Linked DNA regions of Mus musculus: all the other regions are linked to region 1. A link is a contact called in public HiChIP or PLAC-seq data. All regions are on one chromosome and are shown on one strand. The core of a region is the stretch at or near the end of the contact, and the rest is flanking DNA. Distances in the headings are between cores, read along the strand shown.

Region 1 (2,639 bases), core at 72-2,571:
AGTGTTTGGAAGAGTCAAACAGCATCAAATGCTAGGATGGTCTTGAAAATGCAAGATGCAAAACTACATAGACAGGAAGACTGTGACAATTCAGAGCCACTGCAAATGGAGAGAGACAGTAAAAGACAGGTGGAACTCGGAAAGGAGCTTAAGGAGGAAGTTTCTATATTTTATTTATTGCCCACACATACTACTGTGATGTAAGTGCTGAGGTCAAAGGACAACTTATGGGAGCTGGTTCTCTCCTTCTACCACGTGGGTTCTCGAAATTGACCTTAGATTATCTGGCTTGGTGGCAAGGGCCTTTATTCATCTCACCAATGCCACAAGAGTCTTCTTAAAGAGAGGAAGAGACGTTAGCATGCTAAAAGTTCTGGTTAGAAACAAAAGAAAATTAAGCTACTCTTCAGTATAATGTCCTTGGGAAAGCGGGAACGGCTAGGACACACGGAATGAAGGCAAGCTCAGTGTTATAAAACGTCAACAAGGGCTGGCGTCCAGCAGGAACAAAACTATAGGAAGAGGGCTGAACGGCACAACAACAAAAGGTGAAGAACTGGCGGTTAGGGGCAACTCAGAGAGCAGTTGCGGTAGCTTTGAGGCTACGGAAGTCACACTGTCAAGTTCTGGGGTGCAAACGGTGGAAGCCACGCCGCAGCAGCGTGCCACCGCTGCAGAAAGGGCTGAGAAAAGTCAGCACAGGATGTCGCGGGCAGGTAGGGTGGGGATCTGTTTCAAGTGTTGAGAGCAGCATGGCTGATCATTTCTCCAGCCTCAGAGGGAGGACGGTACCCAGTACCTAGGGGCTCTGGCTGGCCGCAAAGCGGAGCTGAATCCCCACATGCCACCTGTGCCATAGCTTTCTTCCCAGCAAAGAACCAGCTCCGGCCCGGCAGACTCCCCTGGCCGGTAGCCGGCGTCTCCAACCTTCCAGCGCCGTCCGCGCGGCTCTGGGCCCTCGCGGCGCGTCAAAGTTCCCGGGCGGTCTGCTTCCGCCGCAGGATCAGACCGCGCGGGGGTTTCCAGCAAGTCCCCGCCACCCCGGGAATCCCCACACCACCCCAAATCTGGCTACACACAAACCCCGCTTCCTCCAAATCTCCTCAGCTGGCGTCCGAAGCCTCCACCCGCCACAGTGAGGCTCGGATCGTGCCTCCAGAGCGGGTCTCAAACCGCCTACACCAGCTTCCCCGGTCAACCCCTTCGCAGCGCCGGGAAGTAGCCGAAGGCCTTCGGCAGGTTCCGCCAGTAGCGCGGGGGCGGGGCCTGTCGAGCGGCTCCGGGTCGAGCTCGGCTGTTTCCGTGAGTGGCCGCTGCGCACTCGGCACTGGGCGGCGCTGGCTGGCTCCCTGGCTGCGGCTCCTCAGTCGGCGGCGGCTGCTGCTGCCTGTGGCCCGGGCGGCTGGGAGAAGCGGAGTGTTGGTGAGTGACGCGGCGGAGGTGTAGTTTGACGCGGTGTGTTACGTGGGGGAGAGAATAAAACTCCAGCGAGATCCGGGCCGCGAACGAAAGCAGTGACGGAGGAGCTTGTACCACCGGTAAGAGGAGCAGGAGGAGGAGGCAGGAGCCGGAGAGAGCCGGGGGGACAGAGGGGGGCCGGGGAGGCGCCGGACACCCGCGCTCGGGGCCTTCCCCTCGCAGGAGGGGCCGCGGTAAAGATGGAGCCTCCGCCCGAGCCCCACAACACCGCCGCCGCTCGCAGCGAACAAAGAATAATGGCGGCGGACTGGAGCCAGCGGCGGCCGGGCGGCAGCGACTCTGCCTGCAGCCAGCGGCGGCGCTCATGGCGGGGGGCGGCCGGGCCGGGGCGGGGTGCGAGCGAGCGGGCGGCCGGCCGCGGCAAGCTGGCGCCCGCGTTCCCGCCGCCGGGCCGGGCCGGGCCCGGCCGTGCCGGGCGCGGAGCCGGAGCCGGCGCGGAGCGGAGCCGCCCCGGGGGAGGCCGCCCGCCGCCGCCCCCCGTTCCTCGCCGCCGCCGCCCGCCTGCTCGCACGCTCGCTCGCCCCGGCTGTGCCGGGCTGGCCGCCCGGGCCGCCGCCTGGGTGCCCGTGGGGGGTGGAGGAGGAGGAAGAAGAAGGAGACAGTTGAGGGCAGAGGAGGTGAAGGTGCTGCCGCCTTCGCGGCGGTGCCCGCTCGGCGAGCCGCAACGTCCGACCTGCTTTCCTCTACAGCGCTCTTTGTGCAATAAAGTTCGAAACCCAAGGTTTTCTCTGGTGCTGTATTTTATTCTTGCCCCTCTCCCCGGCTCCCACGCGGTCGGAGAAAATGCTGTTTTCTGCCCTAGGCTGTTTTAAGGGTTTGGGGTTTTTTGTTTTTGTTTTGTTTGGTTTGTTTTTGTTTTTTGTTTTTTTTTTACTATTTCCCTCACCCCTCGGCTTTGAAGATGAAGAACGAATCAGTAGTCCTGGGAATGCATTCTTTTGGGAAGGAAAGAGGTGCTAAGAAAACATACATGTAATAACTTTTTGCAGAAACTGTTGGGATCTTGTAAAAGGGAAGCTGGTGCTTGAAAACAGTTTCGGTTTTAACCCTTTCCACTAAGATAATGATCACTTGAGGTCAATCATTCTGAAACCCTTAGAAATTATCGAAGGGGAAATTAGTATTAGCGAAGGTACTTTTCGTTTTCTGTCATTTGAAGG
Region 2 (2,639 bases), core at 50-2,549, 2.3 Mb after region 1:
GCCTCGCTCCATAAATGCTGACTCAGACTGCCTTTCAACTGGATCGTTGGCCATTATACTCATAACCCTTTAAGAAACCCGTGACGATAAAACTATAGCTCCTGGCTCACTGACCATTCTCCAATAATCCTCTGTAAGGCAGAGCTTCTTCCCACACTTGAATCAAAATAAGATCATTTGGGGGGTTCTCTAATTAAAAAAATACAGAAATATTATTAACATAAAAAGAAATAAGAAAAGCTAGAACAATAGGAACACACCCTTTCGCAGCATCCAGCAATGAGTCAGCTGGCCTGTCCTTTGCCACCGATGCAGGTGTCTCTGTTCATCTTCAGGGTGCTCTAATTTTAAGAGCGTCAGAACATCACTTCCTCCGGAGAATAGAAAAGCATTCCTATCTTAAAGTCCTCGGAACTTTCCCAAGTCTCCTCCGGATGGATAAGCTTTACCACAGCACTGTATTGTACTTCGCAACAATGTGCTAATTAGCTCATTTAAATGTCCTGCCACCATAATTAACAAAGCTTTACACTTCCAGTCTGCTTTATCCAAGGAATGGATTTTTAGACAGGTAAAACTTGATCTCAGTATAAACACCCCCAAAAGTCTCTAAAGCTCTTGGGAGCTGCCCATTAATCCCTCTACATTTAATTAGTTTAAGGATTTAGTAATAAGTGTACAACTAATTTATCAGATGGGGCCTACGCCTGGACGCCTGAGTCGGGATGATTGAAGTTGCTCTGGTCTTCCGGTCCCCGCCTCCGCACACCAAGTCCCAAGTTCACTGTCAGGTGGCAGTCCCCAGTCTCCGTTCCAACTGGGCTAAAGGTCGCACTACTCGGTGGCAGAGCGCCCAGGGGGTGATCGCTCCCGCTAAAGCTGGGACAACACTTTCAAAGTCAGTTCACGGGACACTGTAGGACGTGGGGCGGGGCCCAGGCCTGGAGCGAGCATTAGGGGTTGCCTTGCCTTTTGGGGCGCGGCGGACCGTGGTGGGGACACCCCGAGTTCTCCACGCCACAGCGGGCAGCCCCGGGTTCCGGAGAGAAGGCCCGGTCCCTTCCTCCGGCCGCGTCGCCCCGGCTTGACCGTAGCGCGTCACACCCCATCCCCAGAGCTCCGCCGCCCCGGCTGCCGGTACCCCAGGCTGTACCCGCACTCACCGGGCGGAGGGCAGCGGGCGTGGCGCCGAGCGGGCGCTCAGGACGCGCAGGGAGCGGAGGAGCAGGCGCGCAGCCATGGCGGGATGGACGGCGGCGGACGGGACTGGCGGGCTCCGCGGCGGGGGCAGGCGGACAGAGGGGCGGCCGGACGGCGGGACGGTGGGGCGGGCCTCGGGGACAGCCAACTGCGGGCCGCAGGGCGGTGCCGCCAGCTCGGGCGGGGTCTGCGCCAGGCTCTGCGCGACGCCCCGTGCGCCCTCCCCTCCCGGCTGCAGGGCTGAGCGAGGGTTCCCTGGAGAGTCGTCCCACCCCCGCACTGAAAGGTGCATGGAGTTAATTTTCTAACTTCGGAAAGCTCTCTGAATGTCGATAAATGTATGAGTACTCACTGTAAAGGATTGTGCTGATTTGGTTTGGGTTTTTTGTTTGTTTTGGTTTTGTTTTTTTCCTTGCAAACGTTTGTAGCTACTCTTTGAAAATAAATAAGTAAGTATATTTGATAACGGAATAACAATTGGTTCAATTCTCCAATAGTACTTGAACTCGCATATGGTTGTTTCCTTTTTTTGTTGTTGTTTTGGTTCAATTCAAGGACATGTATTATTTGGGTTTATGGATTTGATGATTTGTAATGGGAAATGCCTGACAGGTTTTGAACTCTAAAGAATGTGTACATTACATCGATTTCTAAGGAGGCAAGGGGGCCTTTCTAATAACAACAGTTACGGAATCTGAAATAGTGAAAGTGAAAGACATTTTGTGTTAGCAATCAACTACTGACAGCCCACTGAGTAGGACATACAGAAATGTTTCAAAGAAAAGCTTTAGGGTTTCACGGCACCAACAATCTGGAAAACATAGTCTTTTTTTATTTAAAAAAATAATTTTAGATTACATTTCATTCATGTGTGTCGTCTGTCTGTCGTGCACTCATGTGGAGTCCAGAAGTTCCTATCAGATGTCTTCATCAATTGCCCTCCAGGTTTCTCACTGAACCTGGAGTTTATAGATTTGGCTAGCCGGTTTGGTAGTGATCTACCTGTCTTTCTGCTTCCCTAGGGCTATGTTTACAAATGCTCAGAAGAGTCGTTTATTTTCTAGGAGTAACTTGATCTGGTTGGGGGTGGGGCTGTTTGTTTTGTCTTTTTTTTTTTTTCCCCGGGTTTCCTAGTGGCAGAATTAATGCAAATGGTGTGTGTCCTTGCTCTGTTGCATTCTTGCTAAGGCTAACTGGAGGCACGTTTGTTTAAGATCCTGTTCATCTGGTTTATCATGAAGTTATTGTTTCCTTTTATAAAATAAAAACAAACAAGTAGTGTGTGTGTGTGTGTGTGTGTGTGTGTGTGTGTGTGTGTGTGTACACTTATTCCTGGGGATCGGACTCAGGCCTTACACATACATATAAGAAACAAGCTTGTAAGTGTAGGATCAGCTGTATTCTAATGATATGAAAGGTTGAACAATAACCAGGATTTC
Region 3 (2,639 bases), core at 71-2,570, 2.2 Mb after region 1:
ACCATGGCATCTAAATTACCAGCATGCTTTTAATAAAACTATGAGAGCCCTATCCTTGTTCTTTAGGAATTGCTCTTGTTCTATCCACGTGTATCTTCATGTACCTTTTCATTTTTTCCTGGCCCAGACTCTGGATACGTTTGACATTACGCCACTTATCCATTTCAAGAATTATGGCTGGATAGCAACTCTATCAGACTGGCTATGAAAGACCCACAACGTGAGGACTCCCCCACGTTCTGACTCAGGAGAGGCGACACCCCAAATCACACAAGAAACGGTCTTACTGCAAACTTATTCAAGAGGGCTCTCGGGCCCACGGTCATACACCACGCAGGGGTAGAGGTCTGTGGCACACCGATTAGCTGGGTAAGGAGGTATTTAAAGGAAGAAACCACAACTCAAGGAAGTGGGGAGGGCTTTGTTGGAAAATACCAAAGATACCAGTTAAGAGTCCCAAGGAAGTGCAAAGTCACAAGAGTCACAAGGAATACCTGGTAATTGTTCCAGTTATCTCTCAAGACAGTTTCTAAGAGCCCCTAACAATAGCACATTTGCATAGCAATGGTCAGGGTGACTTTCTTTGAATGAACACTCTTTGAACCCAGGAAGCGGGTGGGTGGAGGAATGTCGCTATCTGTTTTATGATTAGCATCATTAAGTCACAGAGGTCACATTCCCATGCCTGGGCCTAAAGGCCTAGAATTTTGTTTTTACGTTATACTTTCAGCTACTGCAAAAATTCCTACACTGAGTACTCAGCAGTCACCAGTTATCAGCAGCTTGACTAAGGAACATCTCAGAAGAGAGGACTGTAAGAGACAGAGGGTGGGGGAAGTTCAACGGAATGCTGCAATTAATGATTGCATAAGCAACTGTGGCTCCCTGCACAAAACCTACAGACACGTGAGGTGAAGTTATTTAAGTAGGAGAGGAGTTAATTGGGAAGAAGGGGTCAGGAGGAGTGGCTGGGGTAAGAAAGGGTAATGGGGTTGAATATGATCACAATATATGCTATACGTGTATGAAACAGAGAAAAAAATAAAAACAAATTTCCTACATTGTAGGTGGTAGTCTAGCTGATCAACCCGTAGAACTTCTTACATTGTACTCAATAAACTATTTTCCCTTTCAAAAGGAAAAGAAGCCAGAAGATCCTTGGAAATCCAAGACAGAAGGCAGAAGCTCTGCACCTGGCTCCGCCCCTAGCCAGCCAGCTGACGCCCCCCCCCCAGGAGGAGGCGGGACTTCCTCGCCGCAGGGCAGCTGCTTCCGGCAGAGTCCGGAAGAGAGTGCGAGGTGGGAGGGGGCGGAGCCAGTGCGGCGCGCCCAATCGGGACGGAGTCTTGGCTGGCCCGGGCTCTCGTGGGCTCACTCGCTCTAGGGAACCGGCACCATGGCGTCGGGCTGCAAGATCGGCCCGTCCATCCTCAACAGCGACCTGGCCAACCTGGGGGCCGAGTGCCTGCGCATGCTGGACTCGGGGGCCGACTACCTGCACCTGGATGTAATGGACGGGTAACTCCGCGGGGCTCGGGGCGGGCTGGCCGCGCGGGTCGGCGTCGCTGCACCTCAGCGAGCGCCTGTTGGGTGCACGGCGCCCCTGTGCGACGACGGGCTGCCTGGCCAAGCGCGCTGCCGAGGGCACCGAGCCGGCCCTGGCTGACTTTGGGGCCCGGTCCTTTCCCCGCCACCCCGTAACCTGTGGTGATAGGACCCGGGAGCCACCTCCAGTGTTCAGGATCTTCCTCTGGTGAACTCGTAGAGAAACTGAGGCCCAACGGGACAGGCGCGACTTGCTCGATCGAACTCAGATAACTAACTAGTTCTCGACAAAGCCGGCAGACAGCCTCAGCTTGACACCTGGATGGGCTTCCGGAGTTCGACCACTTGCCGACTTGTCTTAGGCAAGCCGCTTCAGCCTTGATTGGGACTCGGGTTCAGTGTGAGGAAAATGGAAGGATTATTGATCATAGAACGCTTCCGCGTCTTGGGGAACTTGAAACGAGCAAGTCCAGTGCCTGGCGTGTAACAGATTCTCTGCAGTTGTTAGTTGTATCGAATAACCCATTCGAATTCTGATTTTCCTGTCTATTTTCTCTTCAGGCACCCTGCTCTTCAGGGAGGTCAGTTTTTTTGTAAGTAATTTTTAAGCACTGTAGTTATAATGCTCAGAATCAGGGTACAAGTTTCCTAAGTTGGTTCTAAAGTGAGGAAACAAACCTAGACCCAAAGGAGGCTGGAGGACTTGCTCAAGATTACAGAAGATTGTGACAGACTTGGAACTTGAATCTTCTTGGCTTTTTGACTAGCATTTCCCACCGAAAGTTTACATAAAATTATAAAAGACCTTGGGAGTGAGATAGAAAAATAAATTTATTTCAAATAAGCAAAATCTGTTTGCCCTCAGTCACATTGGCAAATATGTGTTATTTACATCAGTTTCGTTTCTTGTTGGAGGTTTTGCTGTTCTTTCTGGTTTTTTTGAGACAAGGTCTGTATAAATCTTAACTGGCCTCAAACTCAAAATCTTGCCTCAGCTTCCCAAATGCTGGGATTATGGGCACGGGTCCCCACACTCAGTTACACTAATTCTTTTTAACATCACTGCTGTTTTGTCCATAGCAGTTTTGTTTCTT

The links. HiChIP or PLAC-seq counts read pairs in DNA pulled down with a chosen protein or histone mark.
Region 2: a contact with region 1 is called in an H3K4me3 HiChIP or PLAC-seq map of pro-B cells, with 5 times the contacts expected there. The contact joins the promoter of Acadl here to the promoter of Creb1 in region 1. A contact is called at or near these places in 2 of 39 promoter capture datasets (liver and pre-B cells) and 2 of 115 datasets of contacts at active chromatin or transcription factors (large pre-B cells and pro-B cells).
Region 3: an H3K27ac HiChIP or PLAC-seq map of embryonic stem cells shows a contact between it and region 1, with 6 times the contacts expected there. The contact joins the promoter of Rpe here to the promoter of Creb1 in region 1. A contact is called at or near these places in 2 of 39 promoter capture datasets (liver and pre-B cells), 1 of 484 Hi-C or Micro-C datasets (B cells) and 2 of 115 datasets of contacts at active chromatin or transcription factors (embryonic stem cells and microglia).

The regions. Positions count from the first base shown.
Region 1 is chr1:64,531,483-64,534,121 of GRCm38.p6, forward strand. Creb1 (cAMP responsive element binding protein 1) reads left to right here and starts at 1,322. Exons shown (of 9, transcript NM_009952.2): 1 at 1,322-1,538.
Region 2 is chr1:66,862,010-66,864,648 of GRCm38.p6, forward strand. Acadl (acyl-Coenzyme A dehydrogenase, long-chain) reads right to left here and starts at 1,300. Exons shown (of 11, transcript NM_007381.4): 1 at 1,164-1,300. The coding sequence starts at 1,240.
Region 3 is chr1:66,699,511-66,702,149 of GRCm38.p6, forward strand. It overlaps Rpe (ribulose-5-phosphate-3-epimerase), which reads left to right and starts at 1,321. Exons shown (of 6, transcript NM_025683.3): 1 at 1,321-1,518. The coding sequence starts at 1,397.